Linked DNA regions of Anas platyrhynchos: region 1 is linked to region 2. Evidence: chromatin contacts called from public Hi-C data. All regions are on one chromosome and are shown on one strand. Each heading gives the region's core, a stretch centred on a gene start, on an enhancer-like site or on the middle of the called end of the contact. The rest is flanking DNA. Distances are from core to core; before and after follow the strand shown. Region 1 has its middle 120 kb from the start of GPAM. Region 2 has its middle 170 kb from the start of GPAM.

Region 1 (6,086 bases), core at 3,163-5,662, 53 kb after region 2:
GATGGAAATTGCATGAAATGAATGATGCTTATTCATGGCCACAGCAGGCTGAGAAAAAAGAAATTAATTTAAAAAGTTCCCCCCACTTCCCTCTTCCATACCCAGCCCAAGAACATCTGATTTCTAAATCAATAGCTGTCTCTAGCCAAACTGAAGTGCTTGTACGACTCCAGACAGGTAATTACTTACAGGTATTGGATGGGGAACAAGCACATCAAGGGATATTTTTTACATCAATCTTCTTCCTTTTATGTTTTATTGTAGCCTTTTGGTTGTTTCAGAGATCAGCACTGAGAACATATTTTGTTCACTGGTAGGTACAACATAAAGAGCTACATGCTAGATACACAACTTTGTCCCCTTTTTCAAGTTCATGGTTGAGCAACAAAGTTTACAGGGAAAAGAGTTTTAAAGAGGTTTTTAGATCAGTGCAAATTGAACTAATGTCATTTGAAAGGGAAAAGGGAAGATGTCATCTTAGATTGAAATAGTCTTTCATATCAAGAATACCTCCATAAGCCCCTTCATGTATGTATAGAAAGGGTCACAGTGTTGCATTACATTAAGTTGTGTTATGTGACAGCGTAAAGAAACACCATTGAGCCGCTTCATTAACAAAGACCCGAAGTATATATTCAGCCTAACCAAAATCTGAATGAAAAATGGCAAGTGGTCATGTAAGTTGTTACTGCTAGAATATTTAAGGCTTTAAAATAATTAGCATTTAATAAAGTATTTATTAAAGTCTTTTAAGTATTTAAGGCTAAATTGTCTTCTTATTTTAAAGGCTTTTAAAAAAGTCTTTCATCTGAAAGCCTAATAGTTTTAGTCTTTGAAAGCATCTTAAAGTCCAAAAGATTTACCATTTATTTTGATTAAGGTACTATTTTCTCTGTGTGCATATGTACATTGCTAAACCCATCAAAATTTTCAGTGAGAAAACCTGTTCTAACCAGATCTCATTTTCAGCATTAAAATTGCTATTTTTTAAGATTCAGAAAGCTTATCTCTAAAGTTCATTTTAGACAAAACAATAAGTAAAAAAAAAGAAATATTTTGGCATTTAAAATAACTTTAATAGTCACTGCCCAGAATACTTACTAAAATAAATGTGCAGGACAGTATATGGACAGTTATGTAAGTCATAACATGTCTAAGCTTGTATAACATTTGCAAATCTTTCTCCATTTTCCTGTTTAGCTGGAATCTCTTGGCAAGCCTTTCTTCACAAAGGAGCAAGTTCAGTTATACAACCCCCCTGAGATGACAGTACTTTTTTATTAGAAAAGGATGTGTTTTAATGAAGTAGATGCATTTAGTTGCCTCTGGTGCTTTCTCTGGTGTTCACAGCTCTCCCAGGTGATGAGTCAAAATTTGTATTTTAACAAAAGCAAGTACTCTATTTGAAAGGCACAATCCCTTAAAGCTCCTAAGTAGGTTTTTGTCTATAGTTTATTACCACCTTTACAGTCTTTTTTTTTTTTAAAGGAATATATGATGCTTCTGTTAGTTGATGAAAATATCTGTATTTTCAAACTCAGTTGTAGAAAATACTACATTGAAACATAAATGCAATAATCACTTTCTGCAGGGCAATTGTTTCATCTACTTCACACTGATCTGATAGCACAAAACTGGTAGAAAGAGAACAGGGGAAATGCTTATAGGTTTTTTTATCCAACCCAGATCGTTCTGACAGTGTGGGGATGGAGGGTGCAAAACTCTTCACAAAAGTTTCCTAGGAATTACATAAAACCCAAGGAAGGGCTGCTGGGATCCAACACAGCAGGCTCTGTGATATAATTTTGCTGTGTTCAAGCCATTTACACATATATTGTTCTATGGAGCTTTTTACAGATCTTTGCCTTTAAACTAGTGCAATAGAAGTTTGATGGTCCTGACTGAGAATGGCTTTTACACTCATGACAGTTTTCTCAAAGCTTATACATGGTGTTAGGTTGTTTCAAAAAGGTCTTAGCCCCATGGTTCTTGACTCAGAACCACTGAGAAGGACCTAGGCAAGCCCAGGAATATGGAATAGCTAAAACATCTTATCTTCACATCCCCTTGCATTATGATCCTCAAATAAAGCACCTTCCCTATCCCAGCTAGTTTCCCACCTTTAGTAATTGTTCATTACCCTTGCATACAGAACAAATCTGTGAAGAAAACAAAAGCAAAAATCACTTATAACCAAGAGTAAGTATTTGCAGGCTAACAATGGTTTGCATGTGCAAGCCCAGAAACACTGTCTCACTTTAAAATGTGAGCCCCGCCCATAGTTAGCAGCCAATCTAATAAAAAACTCATTTGTCTAAAGTAAAGCTTCTCTTACTGAATTATGTTACTGTAATTGTACAAGCACTGTTGCTGTTGTAACAGTTTAATGATATGAAAGGGACTGATTCCGCAAGGTTCTGAAATTCCTACTTCTGCTGAAATCTACCTCACACGATTTACATCAGAGAAGTCTCCCCTGAATTTGTTTCATGTACCTTTTTCATATACCTTCTCAGTTATTTCAAAGCTTCTCTAACAACAGCTGCAAACCAAAACATAAACAAACATGAAAAGTTAGCATTTATTAGTGAAACATCGGATAACTGACAATGGAATAGCTGTCTATATTTATGAGAGACTTCGCTTTCCTTTTCCAATGTTTTTTGAATAGATTTGGACGTGAAACACCTCAATTTAAAATACAAAGTCCGCTGAACTGAGACATTATAATCATATTTGCTGATTGCTTTAGCAATTGTCTCCTGCAATCTTCTAAAGCAGTCATTAGATTCCCACTGACTGTATCCAGAATAGAAAAAGCCAACATGAACAGCCAATACATTTCTTTTTTTTTTTTTCAGTCCAGCTATACACACAACCCACATTCACACATATTTAGGTCTGAACACTCTGTAGGCTATTGTTAAGCAAGGCAAAAAGATGACCTTAAGGAGCAAGGATTGCTTTTTTAGCTTTTTACTTCACCATGAGCTAGAGATTTCTAAAAAGGGTGCATCCATGGGAAGACAAAAGCTCGCTAACCATCACCCTAAGGATTGAGCAGAGCTATGAAAAAGGCTACAGAAAATAGGGACTGACTTCCCTTAGTTTAAATTACTCCTCTGTTCTGCAAACTGATTGTAGACAGCTAACTTTGATAGCACCTTGTGGGAGAATTTTCCCTTCTGGGAGCTGCAAGTTTAATTGCTGTTCTTACCTCCCAGCTCATCCCTATACTCTACAGAATGCTTCAGTGCTTGCATCTGTGTTGCAAAAGGGATACCCTATCCCCATGGAGACATCTTTTCTGGGAAAATAGCTGGAATTCACCTGCCCTCTCTACTACTATATACAGGTTAAGGATTGCATCTAAAAGGCATTTAGATTTAGAGCTTAGTGATATGGTTTAGCGGAGGACATGTTAGTGTTAGGTCAGAGGTTGGACTCTGTGGTCTTGGAGGTCTCTTCCAACCTAGATGATTCTGTGGTTGCTAAGGGTACACTGCAACTTCATACAGCAAAAACATGAAGACCAAGTTAGCCAGAATGTTCTTTGTACTCAGAACTGCAGTGCTAGCAAGATTTCTCTAATTATATATGGCATTGGTTCACACACAGCTCTGCAAGAAATCCAGTGTTTTCTGCAATGCAACAAAATAACAGACCAACGTTACCAGCTCCAACTGTTACTCCATTGGGTGGATAGAGTGGTAGATCAATAACTGGACTACTGGATTTAGAGAGGAAAGATGGCATGGGTGAGGAACACTCCCACCACCACTTTTTTTTCTTTAAACTCTCATCTCAGTTCTACAAGCTTCATTAAAAACTGGCAAATAGCAGTAAATCTCAAAGCCTCATTCTCTACGCTTCTATACAGCCTCAAATACCTAGCCTAACAGGACAGTTCTAGTGGTTGCTAAACTGGGACAGAAAGCAACCTCATCAGCCTTCAAATATTCTAGCATAGATTAGTATGTTATTTAATTCTTAGATCTTATTTTTACCAATTTAACTAGCTTTTTAGCATCTGACCTTTTCCCACCTGCCTCTGATGGACTGAATCCAGCTTTTAGATACTAGAAAAATAGCCTAGTTTGTTATTTCTTACATGAAATGATTCTTCCTATACACAGACACAATCCAAAAGAGGTGGACCACCACAGGGACTGCTGGCCACTTTTTCCACAAAAACAATGACTGTCCGGGGGTTCACACACACACCTCTTCCAGGTCAAGATGCAACAGCCTTGGATAACTTCTAAAGCAGGACAACATAGAAAACACTGATCAATACATAAGCGTGCTAATAAAGAAAGTACCAAACACTGAAATAAACTAGTGGGAAAAAGGGGATTAAATATCCTTCACAGAAGGCTTTTAAGGAGCTCCTGTTTATGACAGCCTGTACTGTAGACTGGGATGTTCCTGGCATTGAAACCACTTGTTGTTTTTTCCCCTACTTTGCGGTTTAGCTTTGCCACATAATTGCCAGGTACCATGCAGATTGCTTGATATCTTATGGCATAACCTAGGCAACAGAGCAGGAGGGCCCCTCTACTTGACTATTTAAAAAGGAAGCAAAAAAAAAAAAAATTACCAGGGTGATCATCTCTATTTATGTAGAGGGGTGAGGAGGAGGAGAGAATGTCCCACTACTGAAAATAGCTTTTAAGTATATACCGTGCATTCGTTAGCTTTGTTTACCTATGAAAATGGCCACATAAATTAACAGTAGTGTAACTGGATAGTTAATACGAATAAATTCATTAGTTACAAGGCCCAAAGGAAGGATGGAAAGATGTTTTTTCACAGAGGTTATTTTTCCAACAAAAGATAAAACGTGATAAGAGGAGGTTGTTTTCATTCTTCTGTTTACTACTTAAGCTTTTACTTTTCTCAGAGACGAACTTTTACCCAGACTGTCTGCCCAAAACAAGTCATTTCCATTTTATAAACATCAGGAAGAAAAAGTTCAGTCCTTCTAAACAGAGCTTTTACATTTACAAAATAAGAAAATGGAACTTTCTAGTGCTATTTTTTCTCTGACGGTAACTTAAATGAGGTCATTTCCAGTTAAACTTTCAGCTTGCTGGAAACCAAATGACCATGCAGCCTGGGGCTCCTCACAATAAGGAGACTGATTGGGATGTCACCAACACATCATGGTTTTGGACCTTCTACAGCTCTCAGTGACCTCTCTGTACCCAGCGCACCTCAATGCTGGCTCTGTTAGTGCCAAGTGTGGGCCACCATAGCTGTATCCAGAAGAGCTGTAACACTTCTGGCTACAGCACGGGATTCCCTTTCCCATATGTTAACACCTATCCCACATACTGGCACCATTTGGCCATCCCGCAGTCATACCCAGTGGCTTTTTCAGATCTCCTACCACATATAGCCACCCACATAAATCTCATGCAGCAAGTTAGCCATAAGTGTAAAACAAGGACCCTGCAGTTTCTTCAACTTCAGTTATCTTCATTGTCCACAATCTGGAAGCTTAGTTTGTTTCTCCAGAAACAGATCATGATCTATCCCTGATTTCAGCAGAGACTGTTCAAGCAACCCATTACAACTGACAGCATGTTAGTCTTACAGTCCCTGTACCACTTCCAAGACATGAAAAAAACATCCATATGAAAATAATTTAGTCAGCTATCAATTTAGAAGGGAAATACAGATCCCTTAGTGGCCAAGTTTGCTTCTTCCACTGAGATCTCACCTACAGCTCTCATTCTTTATACAAGCATAAGCAGAATACTGCAAACAGGTAAAAAAAAAAAAAAATAATAAAAAATCACCTTGTGCATCTGCAGTCAGATTAGATGCTGGGTGGTCTGTTTGAGTGAGAGCAGAAATTCAAAGGAGCAGAATTTGAGTTTCTTTTATAACATTAACTGTCCAGGAAAAGGCACCCAGTCACTAGAGTTCAGTTTTTCTATTAAAATATTATCCTAATGCATCTCCAGGTTCCCAAATTATATGAAAGTAGAAAATTTAATTCTATACTCTTCAAATATAGAAATTAGAAATTACTGGAGCAGAGTAACTCCAACATACATAGGAAGACTTAAGCATTTCTA
Region 2 (5,745 bases), core at 231-2,730:
CACATGGATACAAACTGAGGGAACACCACAACAGAACTCTGACTCACTACAGATTTTCAGTATAATTTCAGTATAATTGTATTTTATGTCATTAACACTGTATTCTTTGGGAAACACTGTTCTTGCAAGAATCTTGGTTCACTTTTTATTTTTTTTTTTTTTTCTTTAACAGAAAAGTAAGCTATTCCTGGAAACGGAGCAATTGCAACTTGGGAAGAAAAAAAAAAAAAAAAAAAGTATTGAGTAACCTCACCTTCAATACCCTGTGAAGGTAAAACTATCAGGGAGTAGTGCCCAAAGGCAGGCTACGAAAATGGTGGAAGGCCTATAGGGCAAGGTATATAAGGAGCAGCTAAGGTCCCTTGGTTTGCTCAGCCCAGAGCAGAGCAGGCTGAGGGGAGGCCTCATGGCAGCCTGCAGCTCCTTCACAGGGAGCAGAGGGGCAGGCGCTGAGCTCTGCTCTCTGGGGACAGCGACAGGATCCGAGGGAATAGCATGGAGCTGGGACAGGGGAGGGTCAGGCTGGGGGTTAGGGAAAGGTTCTGCACCCAGAGGGTGGTTGGGCACTGGTACAGGCTCCCCAGGGCAGCAGTCAGAGCCCTGAAGCCTGCTGGAGCTCAAGAAGTGTTTGGACAATGCTCTCAGATGTAGGGTCTGATTATTGGGTGGTCCTTTGTGGAGCCAGGAGTTGGACTTGATGATCCTTGTGGGTCCCTCCCAACTCAGGATATGTTATGATTCTGTTTGATGTGCTGTCTTCCTCCTTGGAATGGCTAACCATGAGAATCATTAAAAATGTGAATATGCTCTTATAGAAGGTATCTGGGGCATGACGTTAGCAGTTAGTGAGGACTGACTACCTAGGATTCTTCAGAAAGTCTGGAGTATTTGAAACTCTAAGAGACATTGCAACCAAGGTCTGCCCAACACCATTCTCTCAGCCCTGTTTTGCACATTATAACCTTGGTTTTACTGTTTACTGCTCTCAAAGGGCCTAGAAATCTGTTACGAGGAAGCTCAAGAAGGAAGACAGATTTCTTCCTTCTGGAGGCTGTAGAATTTGTGTCCACTTCCAGTCACTTATTTCTTGCAAATAGGCAGCCCCATGTAGAATACTGTGCTCACATACTGACTTTTGTGAAGACATGAACTTTGTATTTACCTCTTCAGTAACACCTCTGAGGGACTAACTGTGAAAGAATAATTCATAACCAAGAGGTGACATGATTTTTTCTTAACGTTTTCCATAAATTCTTGCATTAAAAAGGCAGTATTTACAGGGCAGGAACCAATTTTGAAAACAAATGATTGTATGCGTCTGTTCAAGGAAAACATCTTCCAGTGGAAAAACAATATAAGATTTTTTCATTATCTTTAAAACAGATAAGAGCTATATAATGAAAAGGTAAAACAAACAAACGAGAACACTGTCTCCCTTGGCTGTCCAAGAAATATTATACAATGATAATGCTTGAGACTGTCTTATTCAAGGCTGCAATGGTTTCATCATCCTGCTAAGGCTTGGCAAAACAAAAAGACCATACGATAAAGGAAGCAGCAAACATTTCAGTCCCAAGCTAAAGTGCTGCTACAGCATTAGAGAACACAGTCTTTTGGATTCCAGAATATCTCATGAAATATTCCAGAATATCTTCTGAAACACTGTTCCTGCTGTCACAGAGCATCCTCATCCCAACCAGACACCTAAACTACTCATCTCACAGCCTCTAGGTCTTATTGCAGCCCTCCCCTGAGCATTTTTTTTTTTTTTACAGGTGAATTCAAGAAGAAATTATTGCATTGTGAAATGCTTCTCTACCTAGTCTTATTTGCATTGTATGAGGAAGAGGGGAAATAATGACAGTTCTAGAACCTAAAATTAATATTTCTACTTACTGGTCAATATAGAAACAATCTGGAAGCAAGTTCCACAGACAAGCTATACTACTGCGCCAATGGACAAAGCATTTAATTCTTGGGTTTGGTAATTCAGAAATCAGTGGATTGCCCAAGACCATCTCAGAATCTTCACCTGAATGTGACAAATATTTCCAAAGGAAGTTCTGTCACATCACCCTGCCTGGGATGACTGGCTGGTACTTTTAGCTCTCTGATAGATCTCTAGCAGTAACAAACTGGTAACTGAGTGAGATCTCACAGAATGATGGGAAGGAGGGCAAGACCAAACTCTCAGGCTAGACATACAACAGTGACAGCTCCCAGTACTAGCAGGTTAAAATAAATTACTGGGCCAGAATAATTCTGAGTACAAGTGAACACATTCTCACTATGTCCATGTTATGCTAGCATCCTTTTGTACTTATTTTATCTGTAACAAACCTAACTATGTAGACTATATTGTAAGTAGACTGTTTCAGACTTCTTTTCCTATCAATAGTAGTTTGATTCTTAATAATAACTACTGTTATAGCTACCATATTTTTGTCTGTATCTATGTTATTTTGTTGTTTTCTGATGTTTTTCTAATGCTGGTTAAGGTAAGATGCTCTCTAATAAAACTACAAGTTAAGTTTAAGGAGGGCAAAGATTTGAGCCTGACAATAAAATTTCTGATGCACATTTTAATACAATAATTGGTAGTTAAGTAAGACAGAGTGGGTCAGTAGAATCATCGGCAGTCAGCAATATTCACTCCCTCATTTATTTCTGCATGAAGTACTGAAGACAAGACTGCATTGTAAGCAGCTACCCTTTCAAAAAAGTAATTATTTCTATTGTGGTCTGTACTGCTCTGCTTCCCACTGGTAAACAGGTAAACCAGAACCAAACCCAATACTTCAGACAAACATTAATAACTGCTTTCCTTTGCCTCACAGCATTCACCTGAATGTTTCAGGATGACAGTTGTGCACCAAGACAAAGCTCTGTCTATGCTGCCAGCTTCACAAGCTATCAAATGAAATTCCATTTAAATCCATTTTCCTTATCCCCTTATTCACTCCCGTGAAGTTATCAGAATGACTTGTGTTGTATGTTCTCCTTAGAAACAGATTGTGTGATATCATTTTCCCTATATTATGAGTGAGAGGCTGAAATTTTAGTGAGGAATAATCATATTCAGATATAGAAAGAAAAGCGTGCCAAGAAGAAAAAATTCCAAACCAATTTGGTTTGTGTAACAGAAAGAAGAGGAGAAAGAGAGATGGGCTAGGGAAAGATTTTGGAAAAAAAAAATTGAGAATTCCTCCCTCAAAGTTAACTAAAAAGGTGCCAATCTGCCACATACTGAAATCATCTCTCATGTTTATTCAAGATATGTGCTAATTTTATCACTACCAACCTGACCTAATATGTTTGGCTATTTATATATATTTTGTTGAAAATTATTCTGTTAAGTTTCTTGCTCACGGTTATTTTTCTAATGCAGATGAATGGAGTATTTCAGAACAGAAGCCACTTAATACAGAAATAGTAGCTGGATGACAGTAATGGCACTTATAAAATGGGTACTAACTCATGGTACGTCATGTTCATGTTCTCTATGCTAGTCTGAACAGTGGATACATCAGGAAAATGTTATTTCATCACTTGAAAGCATACATCAGGTTAAAGGATGAAAAATAACCAGTATCAGGTATGGGATTTATATTTGAGATTGTAAGAAGTGAGGATCTAAACCTACATCTTGAAATCAAAGTCCACAGCGTAATAACAAAGAACTGATTTGGAACACTCTGTTTCTTGGAGGAAAACACGGTTCAATCAAAAATCAAAAGAAATGCTTTGGGTAAAAGAACTGATTTAGCCAAGTTTTTTTTTTTTTTCTTCTTTTTTTTCTTTTTTTTTTTTTTTTAGATGATGAAGAGAGAGGGGAATGCATTTAAACAACCCCCGATGAATCACAGCCTTTTTGTTCCCTTTTTTCCCCCTTTCTCTTATAAGAAGTATACTAGGAAGCATAAAACAGAGCATTCAGTTCCAAAAGATCCAAAATAAAATACAAATCTTAAAAATATAGATATATCTCCAGCTGAATTTGGGATTACTTCTGAACAGCAGAAAAACAACATTCAAGATCCTTCACAGGATGGGATTTTCACTTTCAAAACAGTTTTCTGGCAGAGTCCACTGCTCAGAATTGGTAACAAAACTCCAGGGTCCATAAAATTTTAGTCTACTTACACACCAGGGAATAGCATAATTACTGAAATACAAAACTGAGAAGGGGATTTAGAGAGACATCCTTTTCACCTGAAAAGATTTAGGAACAAACCAACAGGTTGACTGAAACAGCACAGAGCTTTGTGTGGTTTTGTTGCAGATCCCAGAATCACAGCATCAGGCAAAAACTCAAATAAATAATGAAGTATTTCAGTTGATTCCTCAGTCCAAGACTTTTCAGACTTTTTGAAGTTACTTCACTGGTAAGCCTGGCCTGCAAGAGTAATAGTTTTGCTGGTAAAGTAACAAAGCTCCCGTTGGCTCTGAGATAAAAATAATCAACCCTTCAGCTTACATGTGTAATAGACTACAACTGATGTTTGTGGTTTCTTTTTTTTTTTTTTTTTATTATTTATGTATTTATTTACTTACAGATTGGCTCTTACAGCAGAGCAGAAGGAATGAGAAACGTGGTATAAGAAGTTTACAGAGTCCATTCAGAATTTCTTCCCCTCTTGGAGAAGGCGAGCACAGAAATGGTGAAACCACCTCTCCTCACCCTAGTAACTCTACAAAAACAAAAGGGTTACATTTTAAGAAGCAGGGGCATGGCACAATTGGTACTTCTTAGATGTGTTTGGAGGCTGTTCTGTACCTCCTGTAGTAATATAAAAGCCCAGGTACAACTTGTTTAGGATCTTGTTTTGAACATTACCTGCGTCACGTATAATAAAACAATACTGTCTGAGGTATTATGGAAGGACGAAGAGGAATGTATGTTTGCCTTTTCCTGTAAGCCTTATGTGAACAATTTATAAAGTAAGGTAAATACCTCAAAGTTACTGGCTGTTCGGTATAGAAAGGTCAAAACCAATCTTCTAATACTCTGAAAGTCTGAGTCAATTTGAATGAAGTCAGAGGAATTTGCTGATCAAGATTCAAGTACCAAAAAAACAAGTTGAATTGAGAGGAATTGTGGAAGAAATCAAACACACAAGGACAAAATCAATTACAGCCAACGGCTATATTTACCTCAGTGAAGAATTTTGTTCATAAACCATTGATTTTTGCCTTCTTCACCAGAAGAAATTCATTTTTAAACATAATTCAAAAGTTATGATAAAAAACAACAAACAGATTGTTGCCAATTATATTAATTTGTATGGCAGTAGCCCCAGCTGAGGAAGGAAGATCTTTGTACTAACAGCTGTAAGAATTCAAAGTCAGACCATGAACAAGGAAAATTTTTCATTATTAAAAAAAAAAAAAAAAAAAAGGCAAGGGGGATCGAATCATCATTTCAATGTTCTGGATGAAACCTAGAAACAGCACCTGACATGGTAGCAACTGCCATAGTGCTGCAAAATAAGGAATTTGTCAACACCAGACATACTGGGTCTTGTGACTGTTATTCGTGATCTGTTCTGATTTTAAGCCACAACTATATTTAGTCTTTAGCTACATAGACCCACACTACTAGCTCCCTTATTTAGCCTCAGAGATGAAGATATTAACCTTGTCAGATGCCATAGCAAAATCCAACAGGTATCAAGAGTCATAGCTCTTAATCCAGTTTACTAATTTAAATGCAAACTGGTTGTAGCTTCTATTACCTGCAGTGAA

What was found. A called contact is a pair of places that touch in the nucleus more often than the background predicts.
Region 1: a contact with region 2 is called in a Hi-C map of small yellow follicle, with 3 times the contacts expected there. The contact joins two enhancer-like sites. A contact is called at or near these places in 2 of 8 Hi-C or Micro-C datasets (F5 follicle and small yellow follicle).

What each region holds. Positions count from the first base shown.
Region 1 is chr6:31,607,814-31,613,899 of IASCAAS_PekinDuck_T2T, forward strand. No RefSeq gene overlaps it. Among named protein-coding and RNA genes, the nearest start is that of GPAM, 120 kb to the right of the region's middle. Within about 2 kb of position 4,413, at least 2 of the 8 cell types and tissues checked have an H3K27ac peak or open chromatin away from gene starts, as enhancers often do. A contact at or near this core is called in small yellow follicle, where this site is marked.
Region 2 is chr6:31,558,236-31,563,980 of IASCAAS_PekinDuck_T2T, forward strand. No RefSeq gene overlaps it. Among named protein-coding and RNA genes, the nearest start is that of GPAM, 170 kb to the right of the region's middle. Within about 2 kb of position 1,481, at least 3 of the 8 cell types and tissues checked have an H3K27ac peak or open chromatin away from gene starts, as enhancers often do. A contact at or near this core is called in small yellow follicle, where this site is marked.